2 separate regions of the Pan troglodytes genome follow, and region 2 is linked to region 1. Evidence: chromatin contacts called from public Hi-C data. All regions are on one chromosome and are shown on one strand. The core of a region is the stretch at or near the end of the contact, and the rest is flanking DNA. Distances in the headings are between cores, read along the strand shown. Region 1 holds the start of IGF1R (insulin like growth factor 1 receptor). Region 2 overlaps IGF1R (insulin like growth factor 1 receptor).

Region 1 (6,205 bases), core at 3,273-5,772:
ATTGGAAAACCAGAATGATCTCTTTCATGGATCTCTCCCATATTTTTATTTATCTTCCTTAATGTTTTATACATACAAAAATATGTAGAACATGTGTTAGTTATTAAGCATACTTATAAAATGGAAATTTGTAAATCCGTCACTCAATCCAAGAGTGAACACATTTCCAAATTACAATGGAAACCCATGTGCCTGTGGGCTTCTCATCCTCTCCAAAGGAATTCACATCCTTCATTAATTCTTTTGCTAAAACAAAAGCAAAACAAAGGAAAAATATTTATTATTTTATTATTTAAAGCAAGGGATTTCTATAAAAAATTTTCTGTAACTTTTAAAGTTTTCCTTGCTTTTAAGAGCTTTATCAAAATGGTGTTACGCTGTGTGCGTTTTTGATATTTGTATATTTTTACTCAGTGTGTTTCAAAGATCTGCCTATGTTGTGTGGGGCTGTAGTTTATTCACTTTTGCCGCTAACATTCCTTTCTGCGAATATATCACAATATACTGTATTACTTGATACTTGTCAATTGTTGTGCTGTTTCTCACGTTTGCACTTGATGTATATGATATACATTACATTTTTTGGGGAGTCTGGTACATTTAGCAGAATAATTTGAGATGAAACTGTTATCAAGTAAACGGCGTTTTTAAAAAATGAAAACAAGCAATCAGTTTCTGCTCCAAAAGAGGGAGAACCTATAAGATACCTGAGTAAAATGGTATAAAATAAAAAGTGTGGTGCATTGTCAATGTGGGTATAAAGCAAAGACTCCAATTAATTTTTGTCTACATGATTTTATTTCAAGGTTGAAAAAATAAGTTTGACTTGTGTATGTAAAATATAATCATTGAAGAAATACAAATCACCTCCTTTGTCCATGTGGTCAAGTTAGAGCGTAAAGACAACCTAAATTTTTGTTCCTTTCTTTCCCCTAAATATTAAGCTATATAATGATACATCTCCCACTTCACTGTTTAAAATAACTTAATACGATTGATTTCCTACTACTTCAGGAAAACACAAACATTTAAAAAATTGACAAATAAAAATCATTTTAGTAAAAAAAACACATAAAAACAAATAAATCCTACAACCCCTACAACAACCTGTATACATTTAAAAATTCTATAGATCTCTTTATGTTCTTGGGGACAAATAAACAGGCATATTTATTACTAATACTAAAAATACATTGGGTAGTATTTGAAGATTTTATATTAGCACTAGCCTTTTAAAAATCAGCTCTAAATTTTTGTCTTACAAGTATGTATTAAAAATTCTGAAATCAAGTATAATGAAATTATATATCAATATTCCTTTGCATTTAACTCCAGAGTGGATCTGCAGGAATCAAGACCAACCTCATGCAGAGAACTTAAGAAATATTTAAAAATTAGTAGACTGGACTTTAATTCTTCATGTGTAGTGCCTAATTTTTAAATAATACATTTTAAGTTTAAGATTCTAATAAATTTCTTTCACTGTTAAATCTAGGAACATCCAAAACTGAAACTCTTTATTTAAAAATCAAGCTGAATTTCAGTTAAACAAAACCATCCCATCATATGAATAACTTTCTTAGGTAAAACAAGGTTTATTTTCTTTCTATACAACTGACTCTGAATTGAGCTAGAAATTTCCAAGGAGGAAAATGATCTAGGAAACAACTTTAGAAAAAAAAGGGCTAAGTTTCCGTTATGATAGCTTTTGACTTGTTTTCAGCTCTTAATTTAAAAAATTATTTACGAACGATGGATACACGTTCTAACGCAGAAGTATTTTAGAATTAGAGAGTAATAAAAGAAACCTACTACCTTCCTTTACATCAGGTCCCTTCTTACCATCCTACCCGATTGTTTGAGACAACCACTTCTTATCTCGACAATTCACAACTCTTTTATTAGCTATCTTAAAAAAATTTATTACTGGCATCAATTAGCCTGAGTCATGAAACCGGACCACATTAAGGGCGACACATGGTCCAATCACTGTTTGTAAAAGTCCACGTATTTCAAATTCCTCTCTCCTGCCACTGCTGGGCTGTTTCCCTCTTTGAGGACCTGGTCTCCGCAGCATTTATTCATTAGATGGCAGTCCTAAGGAAGTCTCGCTTTGGGGAAACCTCTCCTCCTGCACATTCAAGAAAACCACCGCGGAGACTTAGGATCGGTACTGGTTTCCAGTCACTTACGTAGCAAACGAAGCAAGAGGAACGTGCCTGGGAGGACCCGAGACAGGTGCGGGTGGGTTTCCGCAGTAGCCGCTGATCCCGAGTGCATGCGGCGTGTTCCCGGGTCGGGACCGCAGCCAAGGGAGGCTTCCCGGCCCCAGCCTCCACCCCCTCCTCGGGGCCCCGGGACCCAGACACGCCCCCCCAGCTCCGGAGCCCCGCAGCGTGCACGCGCCCCGGCCGCTCCCCGCAGCCGCCCACGTGGTGGAGCCCTGAGCCGCGCGAGGCCGCAGAGAGCGCTCAGGGCGGGCGGCGGGTCCGGGAGGCCACGCCAGCGCGACCCAGCCGAGTCGGCCCCCAGCCCGGGCCCCCACATTTCCTCCCCCGGAGGGAGGGAGGCGACTCTCCGCGGGCTGCCCTCCCCAGCGCCCGCCGCGCCCTCTGGCGGCCGCCGCGGGGACGCGCCCGGGGCTCGCGGGGCTGCCTGTCTGGGCCCCCCTTCCGGGGCGCGGGGCCCGCGAGGGGCGGCGGGGTCCTCTCTCCTCGAGCCACTCCGGGCCGAGCCACACGGGCCGCGCCCTTCCCCCTCCGCTCCCCGCGAGCCCCCAAACTCCGGGCTCCACGGTCGCAACGCCGCGGGCACCCCAGCCTGGCGTGAAAGTGCCCGGCGTAGTAGCCTGGTGGGGGGGGGTCCCCTTTCTCCCAGGTGCGCCCCTTCCGCCACGTTCGGGCTTTCCAGTACGCAGCGAAAAAAATGCCGCATGCACGCACTTATTTATTTTGCAACAGCTGCAAGAAACAATGAAGCTTTTCAAGAACCGGGGAAACGCGCTTTCCAGCCGCGCTGTTGTTGTTTTCAATGAACCTCTCCCAGCCCCGCACTCCCCGCCCACCCCTCCCCTCTCCTGCCTACCCCTCCCCTGCCTAGCCTTTCTCTGCCTACCCACCCCTGCCCCGCCGAGACCGGACCGGCGGCGGGGGCATTGTTTTTGGAGTCGGGCGGGAGGGGAGGGCGCTTGCGGGGTGGCCGGCGCAGTGCGGTGGGGGCGGGAGCGGGTGGGCACGCGCGCGTGTCTCTGTGTGCGCGCGGGAGGCGGCGGGGCGGGAGATGGGGGCGGCGCCTCGCAGTCTCGCGCCCCACGCCCGGGCTCCGCTCCGCACGTCTTGGGGAACCCGGGCTCCGGTTTTTTGCGCGCGCCGGCCTGGGCCGGGCCCTCGGCGCGCCGCTGCTGCGGCGGTGGCCGCTCGAGTGTGCGAGCGGGCGCGTGTGCGCGGGCCAGGGCGCGCGCGCGCGCGAGCCCCCAGTGTGTGGCAGCGGCGGCGGCGGCGCGGCGAGGCTGGGGCTCTTGTTTACCAGCATTAACTCTGCTGAGCGGAAAAAAAAAGGGAAAAAACCCGAGGAGGAGCGAGCGCACCAGGCGAACTCGAGAGAGGCGGGAGAGCGAGAGGGACGCCGCCAGCGAGCCTGCCCGCGGCCGGCGCTCGCAGACCCTCGGCCCCGCTCCCCGGATCCCCCCGCGCCCTCCACGCCCCTCCCGCGCGGGGGCAGCTCCACGGCGCGCCTCGCCTCGGCTGTGACCTTCAGCGAGCCGGAGCCCCCGCGCAGAGCCGGCGGCGGCGGGCGGGGGCCGGGCGGGGGCCGGCGCGGGGCGGGCGGCGGCGCAGAGCCGGGCGGCGCGGCGGGAGTGCTGAGCGCGGCGCGGCCGGCCCGCCGCTTTGTGTGTGTCCTGGATTTGGGAAGGAGCTCGCCGCGGCGGCGGCGGCGCTGAGGGAGGAGGCGGCGGCGAGCGGAGCCAGGAGGAGGAGGAGGAGGAGGAGGAGGAGGGGGAGCCGCTCATTCATTTTGACTCCGCGTTTCTGCCCCTCGCCGGCCTCGCCTGTGACCCGGACTTCGGGGCGATCTTGCGAACTGCGTCGCGCCCTCCCGCAGCGGAGGCTCGGGCGTCCGGCCGTCTCCCGCGCGGCCAGGGCCGGGCTTGTTTTTCCTCGCCGAGGCAGATTTGGGCTTTGCCCCCTTTCTTTGCAGTTTTCCCCCCTTCCTGCCTCTCCGGGTTTGAAAATGGAGGCCGACGACGCCGACAGCCCGCCCCGGCGCGCCTCGGGTTCCCGACTCCGCCGAGCCCTGGGCCGCTGCTGCCGGCGCTGAGGGGCCGCCCCGCGCCGCCCGCCCCGTCCGCGCACCCGGAGGGCCCCGGCGGCGCCGCCTTCGGAGTATTGTTTCCTTCGCCCTTGTTTTTGGAGGGGGAGCGAAGACTGAGTTTGAGACTTGTTTCCTTTCATTTCCTTTTTTTCTTTTCTTTTTTTTTTTTTTTTTTTTTTGAGAAAGGGGAATTTCGTCCCAAATAAAAGGAATGAAGTCTGGCTCCGGAGGAGGGTCCCCGACCTCGCTGTGGGGGCTCCTGTTTCTCTCCGCCGCGCTCTCGCTCTGGCCGACGAGTGGAGAAAGTGAGTATGTGCCCGCCGCCCGCGGCCACTGCGGGAACTTTTCCTCCGAGGGGCTGCGCCCTGTTTGCGAAACCCGAGTTGCCACCGTCGCAGCTGTCGGGCCCCCCGGCTCGGGAGCGGCGGGGTGGGGCGCGGGGCGGCTCTGCCGGGAGGGAGGCTGCAGCGGACCCGGGTCCCGGGCTCGTTCGTCTGGAGCCCCGCGGGCCCTGGCTCCGCGCATCCCCGCGCGGGAAGGGCCTGAGGGGCTTTCTCTTTCTCCGTCCTGACAGCCCAGCCGTGTCCCCCGGCTAGGCGCGAGGGCTCGGTAGGGAAGTTGGTGCCGGGGCGGGCTCCGCGGTTCCCGGGCCCCGCGACCCGCACCTCGCCCCTTCCGTGCGCACGAGCCTCTCCGCACACGGCGCTGATCCCCTGCGGCGCGCAGGCAGCAGCGACAGCACCCTGGGCCGCACCGCGTCTCCGCTGCTGGGGCTGACCGGGCAGTGGGGAGCGGGCAGCCGCCCGGCCCGCGGGGTGCGAGTTGCCCTCGCGGGGGGAGGTGCCCTGCGGAGAGGCCCCGAAGCCCCAGGACACGTCTCCAAGCGCCCGGCGCTGCCTGCCGTCGCCCAACGTGCTTTTGCCCCTCGGGCTCCTCGAGTTCCTGGCCTTGCCCGTCACTTTGGCCCGCTCCTCGTTGGGTTACCTGCCCCCGGCGTCCCGGGGCTGGGCGGTGGGGTGAGGGGAAGCGCTCTCTGGGCAGCCCCCCGGGAAGTGCGAGGCCGGGAGTCTTCCTCAGCTTGTCTCTTTCGGGGAGCGCCACTGGGTCCCCAGTTCAGAGGGCTCTGGGATGGTCTCCCAGTTTCTCCCGGGCCGGGGGATGGAGGGGTAGTAGGGCCGCATCCGAGTGTGCGTTGGTGGGTGTGTGGTCGGAGCCGACGTGCATTCCGACACACGTGCTCGCAGCGCGGGGTGTAGTCGCCGCCTCACGGGGACACCTAGACGCCCGTCCCTGGCGAGAGGTGTCGTACGCTGTGGTTTCAGCTCCAGGGTCTGCGGCGGCGGGGGGAGGGTGTTGTGTTTTGCGAGCGCGGAGCCCTGGCCTTGGTTTTGTTGTGGTCGGCGTCGTGTCGCCCTCTCTTCTGCCGCCCCGCACTTCCTTTGTACGTAGTTAATAAGCAGTATCGCTGCACATTCGCTATCTTTTGCAATCTGATAGCTTTTGTTTTGGTGGTGTCGGGTGGGGGTTAGTAGGGAGGCGCGGGGATGCGGGGAGTGAGAACTCCCCCCGGTGTCTACGGCCGGAGGAGGTGGGGGTTTTATTCTTCTCAGAAAATTGAAAGTGTGGCTTACTGGTACATTCAAGATGGTAGGGTAATTTGAACACGATTAAAAGTTTAAATGTCGCAGAACTGGGACTGGGAACGGTGAGGGCGTGTTGGTGAGTAATGGTTGCCGAGGGTATGCAGGTGGTGCCGATTAACTTTGAAAAAATCACGACTGAGCCTTCAAGAGTGAGGCGGAGAAGTAGGAGGCAGCGGAGGTTGTATGGCCCCATCACTGGGGCAATTCAGAAAGGCTGTTTCTATAAACAAATCCTTAAACGTCTCGTAAGA
Region 2 (7,093 bases), core at 3,461-5,960, 250 kb after region 1:
ACACACATCGCATAAGTTCGTATTATTTGTCTTGTTTGGAAATCAGTCCAACTTTCTGACCCTTGTTCTATATATAACTATAGATCCCAAAGGTTCAGCTGCTGGGTTAGCATTTTGTCTGCTATTTCCTAAATAATGGTAGGTAAGCAGGAAAAGTGCCAGTCTTACTTGTCCCTGACTCTTGGTGGTTCGTGGCATGTTCAGGATAGTATTTGAAACAAGAGCTCATTACAAAGTAATGGAAACCCCTTGCTTTTATTGTGTATGCAGCAAAAGCAACATTTGGATCAATTTACAAGTTTCTGCAAAACACCGTCAAGAAATAATTTCGGTTGTGCTTTAGCAAGAAAATAATGGATCTGTGCTATACCACATGCCTTTTGGTATCCCTCACTGGGCTTTGCCAAAACACTGACTGCAGTAGCTAGACTACTGTTAGGCAGAGACACTGCACTCCCTTTGCTGTCCCTGCCTTCTCTCCTAGCGACTCCTCCAGGTACACAGGCCAGGGTCACAGTATCAGAAAGCAGCTCTGTTTTCCTCCAGAACCCCCAGAGCTTCCTTTCTGCAACACTGTCTCTCCCACATGGAACCAGCTGGCTCACCAGTCAACAGCCTATGACACACAAATGCCTTGAGGATGCAGCATTTATTTTGTCTGGAAGCAAGCAACACGCTCTTCCTTTGTAGGCTGTTTCTCCTTTTGCTTGCAATGTGAGTGGCTTATCTTGGGTGGGCTTGGGGGTGAGATACCATGTGACCACATGAACACTTCAAAACAGTTGCTTTTTCTAATGCATGCTGTAATAACAATGAAAAGCGTATCCTTATGGTTTTTTTAATACAAGAAGACAGACTCAATTATGTGTGTTTTTGATTTTTTTTTTCTTCTTCAACAGCATGTACTGCATCCCTTGTGAAGGTCCTTGCCCGAAGGTCTGTGAGGAAGAAAAGAAAACAAAGACCATTGATTCTGTTACTTCTGCTCAGATGCTCCAAGGATGCACCATCTTCAAGGGCAATTTGCTCATTAACATCCGACGGGGGAGTAAGTATTCCATCCCCCTGGAAAAACAGCTAGATCTCATGGTTTTCTTTTGTTGATGCTTTTCATGCTCCCATCCCTGAGTCACCACTAAAATATGGGCTTAGATAAACAACATGGTGTGTAAGCCTCATGCATGACGTCTCTTCTTTGAGTTTCCCTGAAAGATAAAAAACAGATTGAAAGGCACTCTGTCTTTTAGCCATTGGCACGTCGTTTATTCCTGTAAAGAGGGTCATCGCTCATCTTTTTGTTAGTCACATCTTGCATAGGAGAGGCAAGCCCTGACACATACAAACCCCAGAAGAGACCATTGGATCAGACGTGTGACTCAGCAGACTCCAGCAGACTCCAGCTGTAGCCAAATCCACACATCTTTCAAGTCTAAAGAGTTTTGGTTACTTGAATTTACTGAGAAGACTGAGCAAAGGGAAGTTTAGTGATATCACGTTACAATTTTATGAAGTCCAAAAGAATGCTAGATTTCCAAATTTACTTGTGAGAGACAAAAGGATACAAGTGTGTGTCATTGTGTACATAAAGTTTCGGTCTCACCCCTGTACAATGACCTTTATTTGCAGTAGATGGCATTTCTGGTAAGTTGCTTCTAAGTTGGATTTGTGCAAAGGATTTCCCACTGACTTAGCCTATGATCTCTCCACTTCTTTGGTTTTTTGTGTGTTTGTTTTTTGGTTTTGTTTTGAGACAGGGTCTCACTGTATCACCCAGGCTGGAGTGCAATGGCATAATCATAGCTCACTGTAACCTGGAACTCCTAGTCTCAAACAATCCTTCTGCTCAGCCTCCCACGTTGCTGGGACTACAGGCACACACTACCATGTCTGGATAATTTTAAAAATCTTTTCACTTCTGATTTTTCATTGCCAAGGGCTTCTAGTAATGGTGCCTTAAATTCTCTGCCACTGGGACCACTTGGTGAAGGTACTGATAGTTTTATAAGCTAGAATAAATATCGTAAAATGGCTTTGAAGTTGAAAGGAATTTTGGGGGGAAATCCTTTTATGAAGAATTTTTTTTTTTTCACAGTTTGAGAGGAAAAATAATGTATTTTGAGAATGTGTTTTCCTTAATATTTGTTAAATGAGTAGACTGTATTCTTAAGGTTTAGAAAGGACAGAAACAGGTTTGTGCTTAGTTCTTCTGAATTCGTTGATATCCCTTGTTGCTGTTCACAATACACCCACTCCCAGCCCTCCGTGATGGAGATAACTCTGTTCCCCACAACTAGGGCTTGCTACTCTCATGGTACTTCTGAAGTTTAATTCTTTTGGTTGTGTCTGCATTTCCTCATTTACTTTTAATTTGCTTATCCCTAGAACGTACCTTTTGAGTGCCTAAACTTTTTTATCTTCCTGTCCTGAAGATAAAAATTTAATCTGTGAATTAAACCCATGGAGAAGTATCATTTATGAAGGAATTGGTACATATTGATGCATGATGATGAAATGTGTCTTCCGGTTTATGTCCATTGCAGGAAACAGATTGGATTTAGGATGATGGGACATCTCATTAGAGGGGAAATTTCCTGATCTTGACTAAGGCATGCTTCCTGCCCCACGTTTAAAATTCAGGATCTCTTCCTTAAAACATCAACTGCACGCAACCGCTCATCTTTCCAACTTGAATTTCCCTTTAATTTTTCTTGGAAAGCTATTAAATTAAATTAGATGTAGGGCTTTATCCTTTAGTACCCTTATTATTTTATTTGTATCAACTCAGAGCAAAATAGAGCATTTTATTAAATATGTCTTCATAAATTATGCACAGTAAAATCCCATTAATTGAACCACACCCAGTTCATTATAGTGTTTATTATAATTTTAGCATTAGTTGAACTGAAAATTGGTTTTTGTTTACTATGAGAAAAAGGTAGACTAAACAAGATGAAACCTGTTGTTTGCATATTATGTTTGTACATCTTTATTAGCAACTATTTTTCCAACTATTTTCTAGTTATAAAAGCAATACATAAATAGTATAGAAAACTTAGCAATGCAGAAATGAATTTTTAAAAATCCCTCATAGATAGCCATTGTTAACATTTTGGTGTATTTTCTTCGAGTCTTAGTAAAATGGAACCTTTCAATATAGATCCCTGTATCTTAGGAATTAGAAAGACAGCAAAGGCAGTTCCTAATGAGATGGAGAAGATGTTGATTTAGTCATGCCCTTGTACTGTGGAGGCCATCCTGTCTGTTCACAGAGCATGTTAAAAGACGTTCCCTACATTCGTCAGCCTTAGCTAATTGGCAGTCTGGTATTTATGATTTTATGTTTTGTTAATCAGCTTGGGAGCTGCAGTACCCCCCAGCCTCCTAGAAACTTGGCTTCCCCTGCCTGGGAGGCCTCGTTCCAGGAGTCGTTGTTGAGAGTCAACCCAGGGAAGTGTGTTTTTGTCAGGGAGCGGCCAGTCCTGTGCTGGGAGCATCTCAGGGGGCACCTGCCGTTGAATTGTTCTCACTTGTGTTTGTAAGAATCCAAGTATGTCACCCTTACACCAAGTGAGCACACAGTGACACAATCCCCTTTCCATGTAGATAACATTGCTTCAGAGCTGGAGAACTTCATGGGGCTCATCGAGGTGGTGACGGGCTACGTGAAGATCCGCCATTCTCATGCCTTGGTCTCCTTGTCCTTCCTAAAAAACCTTCGCCTCATCTTAGGAGAGGAGCAGCTAGAAGGGTAAGTGCCCCAAATTTCGTGAGCTGACGTTCTATTACAAAATAAGCAGCGTGCTTATGAAACTGTGTTGCTGAGGTAAGAGCCCTCCCTGCCTTGTTAAATAGAAGAAAGGAGGAAGCCGCAGTATGGCCTGTGCTGCTCGAGTAGGTCTTGGGTAGAGTCCTGATTCTCCATTCTTAGGAGGTTGCTGTTTTGGAAAACAGAGATGTTTTCACCCTTACTGGATTTTGCCTCATCAGTCAAGGGTTGCGTGTCTGACTGTGACCAGTGAGACGGCAGACAGGGGTGCACTTAGGGCTTTTCTGCCAAGAGTGACAGCAGTTGGTCTGGAGTGCTCACCTCCCTGTGAAATCATTGTTCGCGCGACCCTCATCTGCCTCAGGATGCTGTACTCTACTACGCACAACTGCTCCGTCTTTTAAGATATTGGAAGTGAGAGCGTTGGAGGAGCATGGGCGGTTCGTTTTGTTAGAAAGAAACCCGGATTCACGAGATTCTTTTTATTGATTAGTTTACAGGATTTGCACCATTGATAGAGTTTTTGCCTTGGCACAGGCCTGCTTTGTGATAGGGGTTTTAAAATAACTGTGGGCTTTTCACTGGAGGATAAAAGCCAGTGCTTATTGCATGCACAATTGCTTTCCAGCCGTCAGCCTGTGTGTACCTTTGCATATGTACTTTTCTCTTTAAACTCTCCCTTTTAAATACGACTCTTGCCAGGCTTTAAGTGAATGCTTCAAAATAAAAGGAGTTATCAATTAAAGAGTGAATTCCTTCTAAAGAGAATTTGGGAAAATAATTTAGGAAAAGAAGAGGCGAGAAGGTCATGGGAAAGGTTGTCTTTGCTGATTTATCTGCCCCAACTGGATAAAGTTACTGCATAAGGGTTTCTTTACAGCCTCCCTGTTTTTCTCAGACTAACTCTTGGTCAGTCTTAAATTCTTAAAATTCCATCATCTGATAGAGCTAACGAGAGCGGGCAGCTCTTCATTCCATCCTTGAAAAGCACAGTGCCCTCCCCACTGGGGAACACCAATCCTTAAAAAACTTCTTTCTCATTGCAAATCGAAGGAGGCTGCCGCTGCACCCAGCCCCAGACTCCTCAGTCACTTACCTGGCAAGCTGAGGCCCTGCCAGTTTAAGGTGATGATTATTGTTTCTTGTATTAAATTTTAAAATGAATTTTTCTTTCTTTTTTTTTTTTTTTTCTAAGTAGGTTTATGTTTCTGGAATCTCGGGTGTCTGTGAGCTCTTCTTCAGCAGATCAGTAGCTGTCCAATTTTCTTGTTGCTTAATGATATACTTTTTTTTTCTAGACTAAGCAAATGATAGACATAGAGGTGAATGCTGAGAGGAGAGTTTAATTAATTTCCATTAGGAATTATTATGTGGTTACCTTTTCATGGAGTGTTAACTAAGTATTGTGCACTTAAATGTAGTTAGAAATTAAAGCCTGATTTTTATTTGCAAGAATATTTATGATGTCTTTCTCATTATCTGAAACTTGCATAAAACCTGAAGCATCAGCAAAATCTTTTTAAGGTTGCGTGCTCAGCTGTTTGGGAGGCTTTCCAGGTAAGCCTGGGCCCCTGGCCTGCTCTTAACCATTTTAGATGCAGGGGAGGGCAAGTGGGCCTTGGGTTTTCCCTGCTGCTGCTGCTCCCCAGTAGTCCTGCAGCTCCAAGGATGCTGGCTCCAGCCTTTCATTCCTGCGTGCAGCTTCTAAGAGGCTCTTTCTTGAGCTTGGGCTCTTAAGAATCTTTTACCTCCCGATGGGAAGTTTTCTCTCATCCTGTCTCCCTGGCCCATGACCACAAAGGTATAGCCCATCCTCACGATGATGAGCTCCCCAAGAGCTCTGTTTGCTTCAGGTGTTGAGACCGCTAGCAACACCTCAGCTGTTCATTTCTCCTTAGACTCAGGGACAGAGTTAGATCTGGCCCCTTCACTAGCTGCCCTCACTTCTGCAAGAAGGGAAGAGTCAGAGCGAGAAAGAGAAGGACGGGATACGATAGTCAGATAAACATCAGCAGTGCAAAGCAGAACTCGCACAGTGATACAAGGGAAAGAAAGAAATGTGCCCTAGGCATGGAGAAGAGCCAGATACCTGAGAAGATCAGACAGGCTTCTGACAAGAGGTGGCATTTGAGATGGGCCTTGAAGGCTTTCGGGAAAAACTTGGGGAAAGCAGAGGATTGAAGTGAAGAAAGGCAATTCAAGGTAGGGTGGCAGGAGCAAAGGCAACGAGTTGGGGCATCCTGGGGCCTGTTGGGCAACTAACACTGGAGAGGTGGGTGGTACTAGAGTTACGTAAGATGTTTTGCACGCAGGTATAAAGGGTTATAATTTAGGAAGACCATGGAACGTATTCAAGGCTTTTGAATAGAGGAGTGTTAGCAGAGCTGTCTGAAATTTTTATTTCGGTGTGCTTTTGGTTTAAGCCAAGATAGCTTTTATCTCAGTGTTTCTCAAACTTTGCTACACATTATGGAATCATTGGGGGTGGGGGCAGGGGTGGAGTTGAGAAATCCTGATGTCCAAGTTGCACCCCCACCCCAATTCAATAGGAGCGTTTGGAGTTAGGATCCAGGAATCAGTGCTTGTCTAAAGATCCCTAGGCACTTCAGCAGGCAGCAAAGATTGGAAACCACTGCTTTATCCCTTCATTTCTTCCCATGTGCATATCACAAAGCACTTTGACGGTTTTTTTCCTAAATATTTTCCGCTCACTCTGCTGCCTGATGTTTGAGAGGTTCACCCATGTTGTTAACACGTGTCACACTATTTTCTTGAACTTTTTTTTTTTTTTTTTTTTGAGATGGAATCTTGCTGTGTCGCCCAGGCTGGAGTGTAGTGGCGCTGTCTCGGCTCACTGCACCCTCTGCCTCCTGGGTTCAAGCGATTCTCCTGCCTCAGCCTCCTGAATAGCTGGGATTACTGGCACACACCACCACGCCCGGCTTATTTTTGTACTTTTAGTAGGGACGGACTTTCACCGTGTTGTTCAGGCTGGTCTCAAACTCCTGACCTTGTGATCCGCCCGCCTCAGCCTCCCAGTGTGCTGGGATTACAGGCTTGAGCCACCACGCCCGGCCTTCTTGAACTTCTTTTTATAGCCAGTGATAACATAAATGTTTCCATTTGGTTCAATAGGATGAAAGTTCTGTTCTGTAGCCTTTTGTTTTTGATGGAGAACAGAACAATTCAAGGTACAGAGATCCTTCAACTCTGACAACCTTGGCTTTCCAAAATGTCACTGAGATCCCCCTCAAAAAGTCTCCTGAGCCATCCAGAACAGAAAATTCAAGCATTTTACCTAGAGTAGAGCTCTTATTCCTCACTCAG

What was found. Hi-C and Micro-C count contacts between places; a contact is called where the count stands out from the background.
Region 2: a Hi-C map of stem cell-derived neural progenitor cells shows a contact between it and region 1, with 5 times the contacts expected there. The contact joins the enhancer-like site here to the promoter of IGF1R in region 1. A contact is called at or near these places in 1 of 7 Hi-C or Micro-C datasets (stem cell-derived neural progenitor cells), 1 of 1 datasets of contacts at active chromatin or transcription factors (stem cell-derived excitatory neurons) and 1 of 1 other capture datasets (stem cell-derived neural stem cells).

Annotation. Positions count from the first base shown.
Region 1 is chr16:90,462,628-90,468,832 of NHGRI_mPanTro3-v2.0_pri, forward strand. It overlaps IGF1R (insulin like growth factor 1 receptor), which reads left to right and starts at 4,523. Exons shown (of 21, transcript XM_016927495.3): 1 at 4,523-4,616. The coding sequence starts at 4,523. LOC129137170 (collagen alpha-1(I) chain-like) reads right to left here and starts at 4,009. Exons shown (of 1, transcript XM_054667171.2): 1 at 780-4,009. The coding sequence starts at 4,009. The coding sequence ends at 2,189.
Region 2 is chr16:90,713,226-90,720,318 of NHGRI_mPanTro3-v2.0_pri, forward strand. IGF1R (insulin like growth factor 1 receptor) reads left to right here. Exons shown (of 21, transcript XM_016927495.3): 4 at 900-1,048; 5 at 3,604-3,748. Among named protein-coding and RNA genes, the nearest start is that of PGPEP1L, 72 kb to the right of the region's middle. Within about 2 kb of position 4,711, at least 4 of the 24 cell types and tissues checked have an H3K27ac peak or open chromatin away from gene starts, as enhancers often do. A contact at or near this core is called in stem cell-derived neural progenitor cells and stem cell-derived neural stem cells, where this site is marked.